Regions from separate parts of the Drosophila melanogaster genome. Here region 1 is linked to region 2. Evidence: chromatin contacts called from public targeted proximity ligation data. All regions are on one chromosome and are shown on one strand. The core of a region is the stretch at or near the end of the contact, and the rest is flanking DNA. Distances in the headings are between cores, read along the strand shown. Region 1 holds the start of fbl (fumble). Region 2 overlaps Mi-2 (Mi-2,).

Region 1 (7,115 bases), core at 4,469-6,968, 480 kb before region 2:
AATGCCTTTGATGAGCGTGTCCAGCTCGTCGAATTTAGCCAGCTTCATGTTGACTTGGTCGCGGAAATCCTGCTCGAACTTGAATGCGCCACCGCCGGTGGCACAAACCGTGGTCACCAGCTCGGCCATGCCCTTCTGCTTGGCAAGCGATAGGAAGTTGCCCATGTCCGTGGTCTGGAAGCGAATGAAATGCAAGGAGCCGCGTCTTTTGCGTATCTCGACATTGTCCATCTGAAAAACGATAGGGATTACAAAAACCGCTTAGGGCGAATAAATATTACCTATTCTAAGAATAATAAGATTCTTTTCATCTTTAAAAAAACTTTCAATCGTATTCCAGGCGGAAGAGTGAGAAATGAGCTACGTAAATATGCAAATTAGACTTCTGAACCTATTACAAAATTGAAATGAAAAGTGCAAAAGTCAATGTTCACTTCGCGAAAGTGCTGTCCAAACTGTTACTAGGTTATAAAGCGGTGTGATTATACGATCGCCATTAATTTTAGCTATCCAAAGTCTAAGTGAAAGGGTAATTTGTACAAAATTGAAAATTAAACTTGCAACAGGGAGCGTCTGTAAATTGACATAGTTCTTTAGAAAGTGTTCAACTTTTGGCCTCACTCTTTGAATAACAAACTATTTCGGCGCGGGGCATTTACCCCGATGTTTTAAATAAGCAATTAATTGTAGGACATTTACACCAAAAATATTTTGTTTAATTTAATTTTTAGCCTGTCGAACAATTTATTTTGCAATATGGTCTCTTAAGATTTACTATGGCGGCTCAAACGTTTATTGAAATGAAAATAAGACATGCAAACCATCTTGACAGTGAATCACTTGCTTTCGAAGGTAAACAAAGGAATCTCATTAGTGCGAGATAAGTGTGTGGTACACCGAAAACAAATACAGACCACCAATTGGGAATGCAAGCTTTCCCGATGGTATCAAGATTGAATCGCTAAACGTCTAATCAACTTGGTTACGACTCAGATTAAGTACATCAATGAACTAATCTACCAGCACGATTTTGCTTTCCGTGTAGGCGTGTGTGCGCGAGAGTGAAGGTCACAGCAGAGGCACTCACACTCGAAAACCCTAGCACCCGAACTCATTTGAAATCACCAGACGACCCGTTCCGACCCGCACAAGATGACTTGTTGACTGGATCGCGGGCAAATATCGCGGCTCGGCGCGCTGCGATTGATAATATTTTGGGTGATAATACCGATGCTAATGGTTTTGCTTTGCTTTGTTACAAAATCGCACACCCACATTTCCATTGGTCGCTCATCTCACCTGTAGGTGCGTATCACGATGTCCGGTTTTGCCGTACGCCGAGTTTTTGGTCAAGTAGCGTCGGATATTCCGCAAAATGCCAGCCTCGCGATCCTGCTCATCCGGCGTTATGTCCTTGGGCTCGAAGTAGACCAGCTTGGTGAGGGTTCCGCCGATGTCCATGCCAAACCATGGCATCGCTGCAATGGCAGAGTATTGATCATAAGGTATATTTTTGCAGGATATATTGTTCTAGCTAGTTCGTAAGTTGCCTAAATATAAGCATATAAGCATGACCCACCCACATCTATTAAAGTAATAGCAGCAATAAGCGAAGGGTCTTTTTTGGTGGCCCACTTGTGGCACAAACATATTATTGTATATTTTGTGTGGTTGTGTTGTTAATATTTCAACTGTCAAATTTTGCTTAGTTCCTTATTTTCCACATGTGTGGCATTGCAACACTTAATCACATATGTATCTGACTGACTTGTAATCAAACCTGTCTGAGAAACAACTGCGACAAACATGTTCGGGAAGCTTGTGAATCGGATTCAATGGCAAATCAACAAGTTTCAAAACATTACAAGAGCATAAAGAAATCGAACGCCAAAGGCTAGCTAAATGAATAAACTAAATGCTTGAAAGCGGTTCATGCTCATGGTGTCAAGATCAAATTGACGCCAAACTGTGTCACACTGCTGCCTGCTAACGGTTGCTTTATCGAGGCGAGGGTACTTCACAGAGTATACTTATCGGATACAGTGGATATCGTCTAAGCAGAATGCTTTTATATTGTAATAAACCAAAGGCTTCCCCGCATTGGCAATGTCTTCGCACCGAATTGGACTTTGGAAGTGCACGCACCGCTCTTGATGATGAGATCAAAGATCGATGTAAAGTGTAGCGCCTCCGGCATTGTGTAACCCTTGGAGCTGTGGCGCTGCTGGTTTATTCCGCTCGACTATAGAATCGGCTGCACATAACACCGACGTGTAATCACTGGTAAACGCGTTTTATTTTATTTGACTCTCCAGTCAGTCAGACCAGCCCAGCCCAGAGACCCGGGCAGCGCGTATGTCGAGGTGTATATATTCCACGGAACTACGGCGCTTTCAATTCGATTCGTTGCGTTGGGTTTCGTTTCGGGCAGTATATGGCTATGGGTTCATTACGAGCACAGTGCGCCTGTATACTACGTTGGTTTGCCTAAACCGGAAACATTTCACTCGGGCGCCACAGGCAAGTGCGACACGTCGATGGCTCCAACTGACTGACTGACTGGCTGCCGGATAATATATTAGCCGTAAACAGCTGAACACTAGCGAAATGAGCAATCGACTCGAACTGAACGCATGTGCGCCGCGCTCGGGTAAACACACCTTTCTTATCTGCCCTCCGGGCACGGCACGCAGCTTATCGGGCGCTGGTATTGCTCGAATTGACCAGGGAATTGACCGTTTGGCGGGCTCAAGCAATTTTTTTTATAATACAGGTGTACACTTCAACCGAATTTGTCCGATCTTCACTTGTCGATCCGCAAATCGCGAGATCCCCCAGGACGTTTATCTAATCAGTTGTTTAACGTGTAGGTCTATTTCAGAATGCATTACTCAGAATTTAACAATCTTAACTATAAACTGGATGGAGTCAAGAGGCCGGCGGTTTTTATCTTCTCGCCAAGTACTTCATTTTTAGGCAAATGTTAAAATATTATTCCCTACAATACTAAATACTAAATAACTAGCTGTGGGTTCATTGGACGATACCGATGGCCACTGACTATGGGATTAATTGTGGCCTTAAAATCATATTAAATAAAATCATATTAAGGGTTTTTTAGGGTTTTAGTGAATTTACTTATATCATGCGACGCATTTCAATCCATCTTATTCCTCAAATCAGGCGAATTAAAAGCGTATTTAAGCACGATTTAGCACGATTTTTACGAAGGAGACTGGATTTGGCCAATCAGATATCCCAAAACCTGAACACATATTATCCGCCAACTTACACATAAGCTCATCGCCTTGGGGAATTTGGATGGCGGGATGCGGTAGTTCGGTGAAGGCGGAGGACGAGGAGCAGTAGCTGTTGCACCTGCTGTGCTCGAAAAACACTGGTTCCGCCTCCAAATCGATGGGATCTGAGCTGCTATCCGAGGCCATGGCGATGGACTTGCTCTTGGAACCCAGAGCTGAGCGCCACGAAGCGCGCCATGAGTTTCGTTTCGCTGAGATCACAGGTGAGGTTGGCGGACTGGGGCTGGTCGGTTTCTTATCGTTATGCAACTTGAATATTTTCAAATTGAATGAGTATTTCGAGTTGCGCGTGGGGACTTTCATTTTATTTGCTTGATTATTTTACAGCTTAGCGTTTCGCTGACACACAACGGATTTACAAGTTCAGAGGCGGGCACTTATCACAGGCAAGTTGGATTGTGGAGTGTGGAGTGGATTGAAGCTTGTTGGATTTGGACCATTGGCCACGAAAGCCGCGAAAGATGTTTGTTTGCTCAATTCATAGGTTTCTAAATGGCGATGGCGACAACTGGTGATCGCGCGATGCGATGCGATCCGATCCCATCCGTTGTTGACCGTTCGAAAACAGACGTGAAACGCGTTTGAATGAAATTTTACTGCCCGAAGCCGCGACAGCAACAGCAGCAGCGGCGGACGCGCTGCGGCTTTCGCATATGTATAAGCAGCTCCAAACGAACTGAGCGCCATGTGTAGTGGGTATATGACCGTGGAGGGGGAGACACCCATACATATATAGCCTCACCGCATTAATGAGCGAGCCGAACCGAACTTAATCATTACGAAAACACATTTAAAACACTGCCAGAGCAGCGTCGACCCACTGTGAACCCTACGACGTCTGTGGATCGCCATTACGTCCGTCCGCTTTTGCATTTGCCTCGGCGACTGGCCCGTGGGTAACTTGGTAAAATTCCCAGCCAATGCATAGTCAATCATCTGGCCATTCATGACCGAACCTGTGCCTTGTGGCACAACACTCTCTCTGCAGGCGCAGCAGGCGTGATAAGAGTGTGAAGAGCCCTGATAACGCGGTCCCAAATGGTTCAAATTCCAAGCGGAGAACCCGCCCGAAAAAGCTGTGGTCCGAAGAGAGCCGAGATGGCAATCATTCATACACTAGCCTTTGGGGAAAACTACTAGCCATTCCGCAAGTGCAGACACTGATTTCGATTATAGCTTAAATGGACAAATGTGTTTCGCGAGTTATAAGTTAATCTTATCATTCATGGTGTTGTGTACCCACAGAGCATGAAATCTGGCAGCGATACGAGTAGGGTATTTCGATGCACTGGTTTTGTGTAAATAGCTGGCAGTCATTGTGACGTTAGTCATATCTGTGACAGACCAGAAAATATTATCACATATGCATGCTTTTGCTTAGCAGGCAGTTCGCGCCACTAAAAAAGTGGTCAAGCTACAGAATTAAACCAAGTCAATAAACCCTCAACCTTGCTCGCAATAATAAACGTATGAAAGAATTTAAAAGCACACATTGCTTGGAATATTTGTTTACTATATAACAGAAATAATTTTAAAATGAAAAACCTAAATTAGGCCAACAGTTATTAGAAATTTATCCCGCTAAATTAACATCGCTAAATCTAAATTCGAGTTTATGCTCTCAGTCATCATGTGATTACTTTCTAATCACTGTTTGTGTTTATCTCGCAACCGCAAAGCTGCCCACTAAAAATAGGTTTAGAAAGTTTATAAACAATCAACCATATTTATCAAGTCGAACAATTGAATTGTTAGATATATTTTTGTATAAATCAGAGATAGTCTTCTGAGAACTTAGTTCGTGTTTAAATACCTTATCTCTTTTTGAACTTATATGAACTCCCCAATTCCTTCTCAAATCTATATGTTCCTAACAACTTATAGTGAATTAAAACTCCTTCTGTATTGCTTTTGGTATTTGCCAGACGCAGATGCAAGCTTCCATAATCTTGCGAAAGCACCACTTACCCCTCGCCAACTGATTGCGCAGGTTAATCTGTTCGTCCTCCGTCATGATGAATTGCAAGACTCAATTGAACGGAGTCAGTTCACCGCAGAACAATGGACTATCCGGAGAATCGCACGCACTTCAAGATGATCCGACAGATGTTGCAATCGGGGGCCTTTCAGGGGCAGCGAGGAGATCTAGGCGGGAATTCGTGGCCAAGAACGTGTCTCAGGGGCTGGGATGTGCTGCTCTGCTCATTGATGCTGCGGAATCCTGGGGCGGCCAAGTTAGCTACGTGTTCCGTGCATTCCCGGAGTCCTCTGGAATGGTGCTGTACGCTCCAGTGCCAAGGCGAGTTCCACGCACACTCAACAAAAGCTTCAAAACAAAATTTTCGTCAGAAGTTTTTAATCTAGTAGCCTGGATGGAACAGCTGATTTGCGATGTGGAGAAAGTTAATCGATATCCAGCTTATCGAAAAGCGCAGTGTTGGTAAGCGGTAGAATTTGTCTTAAATTGTATACAATACAAGCAGTATCTAAATTAAATTACAAATTTTTAATTTAGCAATTGGATCTTTAATTTATTTTTAAAAATTTGATTCGAAATTTACATTTTAAATTGAGTATTCCCACACATTTTATGTGCACCTATTAGCTTTAAGTAAAAATCTTAAAAAAAAGTATCTCATTTGATTAGCATTCCATTAAATTAACGGCCCCTTTTAAAATTTGTTTACAAGCTTTGTATACATTCAATCATTTTGCAACACCAGAAACTAGCTGATTCGACATAAACACACAATCACAAAAGACGCGCAATTTTTATGATCCGGATTAAATTCTTGTTTTAAATATGGGCCTTGGAAGCGGTGACAGGGTAAATGAAACCGACCACTTCAGCTTTCCCGCAAGCTGGCAGGACAACGGTAGAATGCAGGTGCAGTTCGCCATGTTTCGATCGAGGCATCTGGATGCGGAGGGCTACGACGCAAAAATGAATTTCTGGATGGATTTAATTGCAAAATATCTAAAGTTCAGCGGACGACCAATCTTCAGCCTGCGGGATCTGCAACTGCTGTTCATGAGGGGTGACCAACTGCCCGCCTGCCTGGACACCGTGATATCCGAGATGCAGCAGAGGAAGCAGATCCGCTCTCGCAGTGAATTTGAGTACGATCCGGCCAATTCCTGGGGTGGTTGGCTCGTCAACAGCCTGGTAAAGCGCCCCCTTTCATGGAGCTGGTCGAAAATCAAGCACAGCGTGGTGACGGAGGACCTGGAAGCCTCCGCTTTAATTGAATGGATTCACCTAGATGCCTTAAACGTATGTGATATCATCCAATGATTATAGGAATCCTACATAATTAACTTTCCAGAACACTTGCGATCTCATCGCCGAAAAAGTCCTGTCGGAAAACACTGGAAAACTACTGCACTTTAATGCTTTGAAAACGCTTTGTAAGACTCACGGAGTTCCCACTTACTCAGACAAAGATCTATGCGCTTGCCTGTTGGCCTTAAATGTTCGTCAAATCTTGGGCCTAGAATTTAAAGTAGAAAAAGGCATACGCCAAATTCACTTGATCAAAATACCAAGCAAGTTTAAAAGGTTCTCAAGTAGTTAGTATGTATTATTAAACTATAATTTTTGTTATAGAAAAACCTGGCGACGATCTTAATATAAGCCAAGAAGACCAGGCCGTCCACAATCTTCAGAATACCCAAGCTCAGTTACTCAAGCAGTTGGAGGACCTAGAGGAGGAGATCAAGGTGAACGATGACAAAGTGCGCCAGTACATGAAGGAGAACAAACGGCAAATGGCAAAAACCTATCTACGAAAAAGG
Region 2 (7,396 bases), core at 1,032-3,531:
GGCATTGCCAACAAGGTGCATAATTGTTGCCAACGACATTGCCAGCGCCCACTGTTTACAGTGGAGGTCACGATTTTAGCACAGAATTTCAAAACATTTCTGTGTCGATGCGTACTCGGTCGTAAAAGAGCGAACCGAAACTCAACTCTAGATAGAGAAAATGTACTTAATATCCATGTTTTTTTTTTTTTTTTTTTTTTTAAATCCTTTAAAGTATTCAATGTGTGATTCACGATTTAAAATTGTGGCGTTTTTAAGTTTTTATCCGCAAAAGGAATACAAATACCAGAGGTGTTATGACTAATTAGAGAAACCCTAAAAATATGAATCATAGGGATGCTGTGGCATGAAAATATAAGTAAACATCTACACCCACATGCAAACAAAAATAACTTAGTATAGGTCATAGAAAGAAATATCTATACCCAACAATTTTTTAATTATTTTAAAATTTGGTTTATCGAAATGTGTAGGTAGCTACCTATTAACATAGCAACTGATTAGTTTTCATTTGTGTGTTAATTATAGCGGATTTACACTCTTATATACAAATAAGCAGTTAATAAGCCTTTTGAACACACAGTATAGAACATTAGAGGTAATTTGCTGACCGCACCTGAACATTTGTGATTATTATTGTAATCCGTAGTTAACTTTGGCATAGTTTCTTATAGCTGAGAAACCAGCAAATAAAATCCAAAAAACCGACATTAAAATTACCACCAACCCAAGAGACAGAAATAAAAGTAGTTGACAGCAAGCCCTCGTTTTCGTTGTTATGGTTGTAGTTGGTAGTAGTAGTTGTAGTTGTTGTTGTTGTGTTGTTGTGTTGTTGCTGCTGCAGTTGTGTAGTTGTTGCCACCCGACTGGTTACATATTGCTATAGTTGTTGTTGTTGTTGTTGTTATTGCTCTCGCTCTGCGGCGGTAGTTATATGTACGTATAGGTAGTTGTTGTAGTTGCGGTCGGTTTAGTCATACCACGCTCGCCTATAATGTTTATATAATTTTTCGTATCTTTTATTTTTCACATGCATACCGCGCGAGGTTTTTTATGGCTCGTTTGTGGGTTGGGTTTTGGGTTTTGTGCACTCGACTCTACTACAAAAGCGCAATTCGAGTACTGAATTTGTCGTTTTTTACTTTTGTTTTCCTTTTCCAACTCGCTCTTTCGTTTCGTTCGTACACAACTCGTACTTGATAAGAAACCCAACCGCAACATTAATCGAGGCTTAAGCGATAGGTGCTGCTTTTGCAAAAAAAAATTTTTGAAAAAATCGAATTGAAATTTTGTTCTAGAATTTTCACCATAAGTTGAATAATATCCGAATTAGTCAGAAAAACTAGATGAATAATTCTTAAATATGTACTCGTATTATGATCATTACAAGGCGGAATAAAATAGTTTTCATTGTTTACAACTGGTTTCCGGTTGAAAGTACCGTTTCTTGTGGCTAACTTTTGAATTGTTTGTCATTACCTTATATGCAAAGGTCAGGTCGATAACTTAGAAACTCCTCTTCTTGGGAAACATTCATTGCCTACTGCTCTGGTTTGACTTATTTTTTGGCCAACTTAAATGGCAACAGAGACCGGAAACTCCGGCAAATAGAAAAAGGCAAGGTGATGGCCAGAGCTGACGCGTTTTAAAAGCTACTTCTGATGTATGCTTGTGTGGGAATAACACACAATAGGCTGTCATAGAAGTGGAGTGTTCTGCGGAAGTTCAATTAGCAACCTACTAATTAAGTGGAAAGAGAGAAAGGAAGCGAAAGCAATACAGCAAGTGATAATTGATCAGATTTGTGTAGCAATATATTAGATGCATTTGCATTTCACGAGTGATTAAAGCTGTTCACTGCAAATTCTTGTAAATGTTACATGTCATTTATAAGATTAAAGATACACGTTCCTGCCGCACCGCACAACTTTAATGAATTTGCGGTCGAAGATATAAATTAATCACAACTCTAATACAGCAACCAATAAAGCAGCAGTAAAATTGGTTTAATGAAATATTAAAAAGTTGATTGTACGCTCAATTTGACTGACCTTCAGTAATTTTAAAGATATAGCCTCAGAAACATACATACGTTGAAAAGTTTGTCCGTCCGTGTGTGCTGCATACATGTGTGCACGCATATACTATATACGAAATGTATATTCATTTTTTATAATGAAAGACAGCGGCTACAAAAGCAACACCAACAGCAACAACAGCAGCAAATACAACAGATTCATAACAACCCAGAGAGGGAAATACCAGTCGGCAATCGCGACTCGCTCCGTTGGTGGTTGTTATTGTTATTGTTGGTGTGGTTGTTGTTATTTGGTTTCTTTCAAGTCCGTTTGTAGTCCAGTTCCAAATTGCCAACACTGTTGCTTACCGCTGTTTCTTTTTTCATGAATACCCTGAAATGGGGTATTCATGTTTTTAAAGCTCAATTTTGATATGATGATATGATATACCATACCGTTTTGATATTTCAATTATTACAACCTAGTGCTTCTTCAAATAGGTATTCAATCCGAATTTTGATCATTTTGTGTGGTAGATGACGCCAAGTGTATTACCAAATTCGGCTTACTGGCTGCCTCCCCTCCTTTCGCGCTTCGTGTGTGTTTCGGTGTTGTTGTCAGTCGCGTCTTGCTGCTGCTCCGATAAGAAGAAGAAATCCGAACTGAATCTGGGAAGACAAGTTTTCGAAGCAAACGAAGCCAGCCAAACCGTCCATCGTTGCTGCCGCTCAATCTTCGCGGGTCGGAATGGATCGTATCGTATCGAATCCGAATCGGAATCCAAGTCCGAAACTCTGGTCTGGTTGTGTTTCTTTTTTCGAATGCCGAAGCCTTCTAGTCGAAACACCATCAACACACCCCACCCCATACCATACCATACCATCCCAATCCACCCAACACCATTCCATTCCACTCTACTCACTCTACACTCTACTCCATTACTTGGCCACTTGAGTTGGCCATGTTTCGTATCGGGTTTTCCAGTGTTTCTTCGGGCCTTTTGGGTGTTGTTTGTTGTTGGTGCTTTTTGCTTTCCGTTGATTAGCATGCATATGTATTTGTGCTGAAGATATCGCACTGGTTACCAGCCGACGACGACGACTTTGCGTTACGAAATCACATATAAAAACTTTTATTCGAAATTTATTTAAGCTTGGTTGTCTCCGCTGCGCCACTTCCAAAGTGCTTTATTTATTTATTTATATTTCGTCTTTTCTTGAAAATCAAAGAGGCTTAATTATTATTTAAATTGAATTGAGACAAGCGATTAACGAAGACCAGTTAGCAACGGGCGGAATTTTAGGGGATTTTTGTAGGCCACAGATTTATTCTGGCTTTTTACTTGACCAAACGTTAAGGTTGAGCAATCGTGTACAAAGTTATATTGGAATTAAATGTTGAATATTTGAATATCAATATTAAATGTAATTCCAACCAATATTTGGGTTTTTATTGTTTTATTTTCATTTTTGCATCCATTTGGAAAATCTAGTTCACTTTCAATCAGTAAGCCCACGTCCGTTATGAGATTTATTTGACCTATATGCATTATCCATCATTGAGTACCCATTTTTGCATTGTTGATAAAACCCTAGACTAATTCTAATATTAACTGAAAACGTGTTGCCGCCACCGGCAGCGTAAAAACCCAATGAAAACGTGTGACGGTAGTTTTGTTTTCGTAACCCCCTCTTCATGTGTTTTTCTGATTAAATTTAAATTGGTTTTTATTGTCGGGTTCATTTGTTTTCGTGGCTGTTGTTTGGCTGGCTGGCTGATCGGTTTCAAAAACCAGATTCTACGGGAGAGGCAGCAGGCTTATTAATACAGGCTTCGTAGAAAACACACTTCAAAGTGGTTTGGTTTCTCGTTTTGTTTGAATCCGATTTTCTAGACTGCAAACAGCTGGCTAAAAGCTTTCTTTATCCATCGATTTGCTGTGTTCGCTTTTTTATGCTTTTTTTTTTTGTCTTCCCAGATAAGGTTGTCACGTAAATAAGCTGTTTATATACAAGCAAAGTACCTAATCTAATCGCGGAGCTCAGTGTCGGGCGTATGTTGAAATTTCAATTTATGTCAATTCACGGTCAATGTTTTTCCGATCCGAATCGCTCGTAACCCTTCAAATACTATATCAGCAGTATTGCGAGCTTTACGCATTTCCGTTTCACTTTTCAGCTGTAAAAAGCAAATCAGAATTATGCAATGATCGGTCGTTGAACGAACAATATCGGTTCTTTAGCTGGTTAGCAGCTCCTTTTTGTATTTGTCATTTTGAATCGGGAATTTGGACGGGCTACAAGTTCAATGTACGAATTGTTTTATATATGCCTTATACTGCTTATTCTCGATATATCTTTTGTGGCTGCTGTTGATTATACATACATATGCATATCTCAAAAAGTTCAGTGCCTTTAGATAAGCTTAGGACGAAATGTGTGCATCGTAGGCTATTAGTCTTTTTTTTTTTCAGAAAACAAACTTAATTGCACGCGCTTCGTATTTCCCACATGAAAAATAATTGCTTTCTTGAGAACCATTTAGGAAGCACGCTTAATGTTTGCGTCAGAATTATAATACATGACATTTTATAGACCAGTAATTGTTGTAGTTAGCTCTGTTGATTGTACAATTAGATCGTTTAAAGTTCTCTTCGTTGAATCGATAACCATTTTTAAGCTTTTGGTGAAGTTTACAGTAGCATTGAAATTTTAAATACTCTATTGGTTAAAGTTTGTATTTAAAATATCATTAAAATTAATCGATAAAATTTCAATTATTTCGATAACTAAATTGCTGACATACAAACTCAATAATTCTGTTAAGCCACCTTGAATTTAGTGTACAATTAGCAACAATAATCTTAATTCTATGCTTCGAAATTATTTGTATTTGCTTATCGATTATTTCGATAAACGGCCTTTGCCATTGGTGCATCACTGTTGAAAATTAACCCCGGCAAACGGCATCTGAACTTCGAGTGAGGTACGACGGCATTTAGCACCTTTTTATTTTTACTCTTTATCGTGAAATATTTCCCACTTGATGTGTTGTGTTGTGTGAGTCACACACTCGAACAAATGCTGGCGTTGAGAGCGCATTTTGTGTTGTGGGTGCCTTCTCTTGCGTTTTTGTTGTTGTTTTTCTGGACTATAAATAGACCTGTGCCGAAGATAAAATTTTATAATATTGCCATTTTATTGTATAAAATAGATGTGGGTATATGGGATTCGGATCTCTCTGGTCGCTCTTTCTCTCGTCTCGAAAATGCACCAATATGGTGAAAAACAATACGAAATATGTACGTATGTTTGTTCGGTCGTTCAATGTCCAAGGCATTTGGGATTCCCATGTGGGCAATTACCAATAAGGCGTGCGTCGGTTTGCCCGGAATTGCTTGCCCCATAAGTCCCCCAACTGTCCGATTCCCAGATCGGTTTGCACCATTATCGCCAGCTCCGGCAATTGATTATTCACTCGCACACCCTGAATGTACTTACTTACCCGATTACTTACCTATATACATATAGTCGTTGTAGCGCTCCGTTTGGTGCATTTGTATTTCGTATTTGTATTTTGTTTTAGTATGTTATGTGCAAAGTCTGATAATTGGTTTGGAAATGCAGTACTAGCAGGCCAGTTCTGATTTTACCTTATTTTTACTTTCAATGTTTTTGTCCATTAATTTTCTATATGACGACGTATTAACGCAATTCCCAAGCTTCAAGAAAATGTATTTTAAAGAAGTTGCATATAGATTCTTTATATCTTGAATTCATGTAGGATCGATCGTTAGAATGTCTGGTTGATTCCTGCACATGCAAGTCTTAGTTACTTCTAGAAAATACTCCTACTGCAAGTGCTAACTTTCTCACAATCTCTATATTTATGGTTTTTGTTTTAAATACTTTCATTTAATTTCTGATAACGAGGCTGATATTTCATTTCTTCAGATTGCTTGCTTTTCTTCATTTTATGACGTAGCCCTGGTCGGTCGTTTTTTATCGATCGATTGTTCTAGTGCCCGCTTGTGTGCGATTGTAGGTGGCAACCCTGGCGATCTGCAAAGATTTCCTATAAAGTGCACCCCCAGAATTTCTGCGGTATGTATATGGAAACGAGGCAGAGAGGCCCGTCTCCGATGATGTGTTCTTGTTCTTGCTGCCCCATTTCCTCATTGAGCATTGTTATCACCACCTCCCTCGTTTCTGTAAAGAAGTGTAGCACAAAGAAAACTGCTCGTGCACAGCTGACAGCTGCATCGTTCCACGAACAGAAGTATGTATACATATACATATACACTAAACAATGTACTTACGTACATATGTGTACGCGAGTGTGTCATCTATTTTTCAACCGTGAGATTATACATTCTTACATGTGTATGTATGATGTGCATGCACCTAGGGGAATGGAATGGATTGGTTTGGATTGTGCGGCTGGTTTAGGGAAGCGTGTTCACGTTCGAGAGCGTGTGCGTTTTGTCTTTTCTCTTGAGCATTCCACTGCACACGTTTTCCACCATCTTTTCACAAAGTTTCCATTTATTGCACCTCGCAGCGAACGAGGGTATATTGCTTTGACGGAACTAAGCAGATTTAACCACAAGTATCAATTAGGGTGAGGTATACTAATGATTTTTTTTTTTTTGAATTTGGTCAAGGATTTTAAAGCGAGAATTATTAATTCAAAAACATCATTTGGAAATTTGTGAGAAACATTTTGGCACAAAATTGAAAGTATTCATAACATAAGTGTGATTAGTAAATTTATTGAACTAATAATTAAAACATACATATGTATATACTATACGGGCATAACAGTGAAAAGGTTATCCATTCATTATTTACCATCGGTGCTCTCCTGATTGCTAAGTATATTATAGTCGGGATCGTGCTCTTCCTACTTGTTCATTGTTTTCCTTTTCCCTTGGTTCTTCGGCGGCGGTTTATGGCTCCTGTTTCCTGCGGCCAGCTGTTGTCGAGGTCCTCGCATTTCCTTTTGCCTGTCCCTTGCCCCCTGACCCTGTGCCACCTCTTCCCATCCCTCCGCACTCCTCTCCACAACTCACTTTGTGTCGTCGCAGTGCATTGGCCTTTCGGCGTTTTTCCCTCAATGCTATTTGAACAAAAACGAAACTTGAAATTGTATTATGCTGGCTGCGCCGCGACTCTGCAGTTTTATATGCACAGTTTGAATATATTTCAGCTAATTTTTTTTATAGTTGACGGCATTTTTTTTTTCTTACTTAGGCGGCGTCCAGGGACATCATTGTAGTTAACTTGAGGCAAAGAAAAGATTTTAAACAATTAAGAAAAGCAGTGGACTAGCAAATGTAATCACGAGTAGAAGACGTGTTCGGTGGTTTAATCAATGTT

Evidence for each region.
Region 1: a contact with region 2 is called in a targeted proximity ligation map of the Kc167 cell line, with 6 times the contacts expected there. A contact is called at or near these places in 11 of 107 Hi-C or Micro-C datasets (the Kc167 cell line, the ML-DmBG3-c2 cell line, the PNm cell line and 5 more) and 2 of 7 datasets of targeted methods (both in the Kc167 cell line).

What each region holds. Positions count from the first base shown.
Region 1 is chr3L:20,383,032-20,390,146 of dm6, reverse strand. fbl (fumble) reads right to left here and starts at 5,718. Exons shown (of 7, transcript NM_133434.4): 1 at 5,289-5,718; 2 at 1,300-1,478; 3 at 1-231. The coding sequence starts at 5,334. CG5498 reads left to right here and starts at 6,038. Exons shown (of 4, transcript NM_168850.3): 1 at 6,038-6,594; 2 at 6,647-6,866; 3 at 6,928-7,115. The coding sequence starts at 6,124. It also overlaps asRNA:CR43944.
Region 2 is chr3L:19,898,401-19,905,796 of dm6, reverse strand. The region is part of intron 1 of Mi-2 (Mi-2,); the gene reads left to right. All of the region lies in intron 1 of Su(Tpl) (Suppressor of Triplolethal), which reads left to right. Among named protein-coding and RNA genes, the nearest start is that of lncRNA:CR32218, 5.7 kb to the right of the region's middle.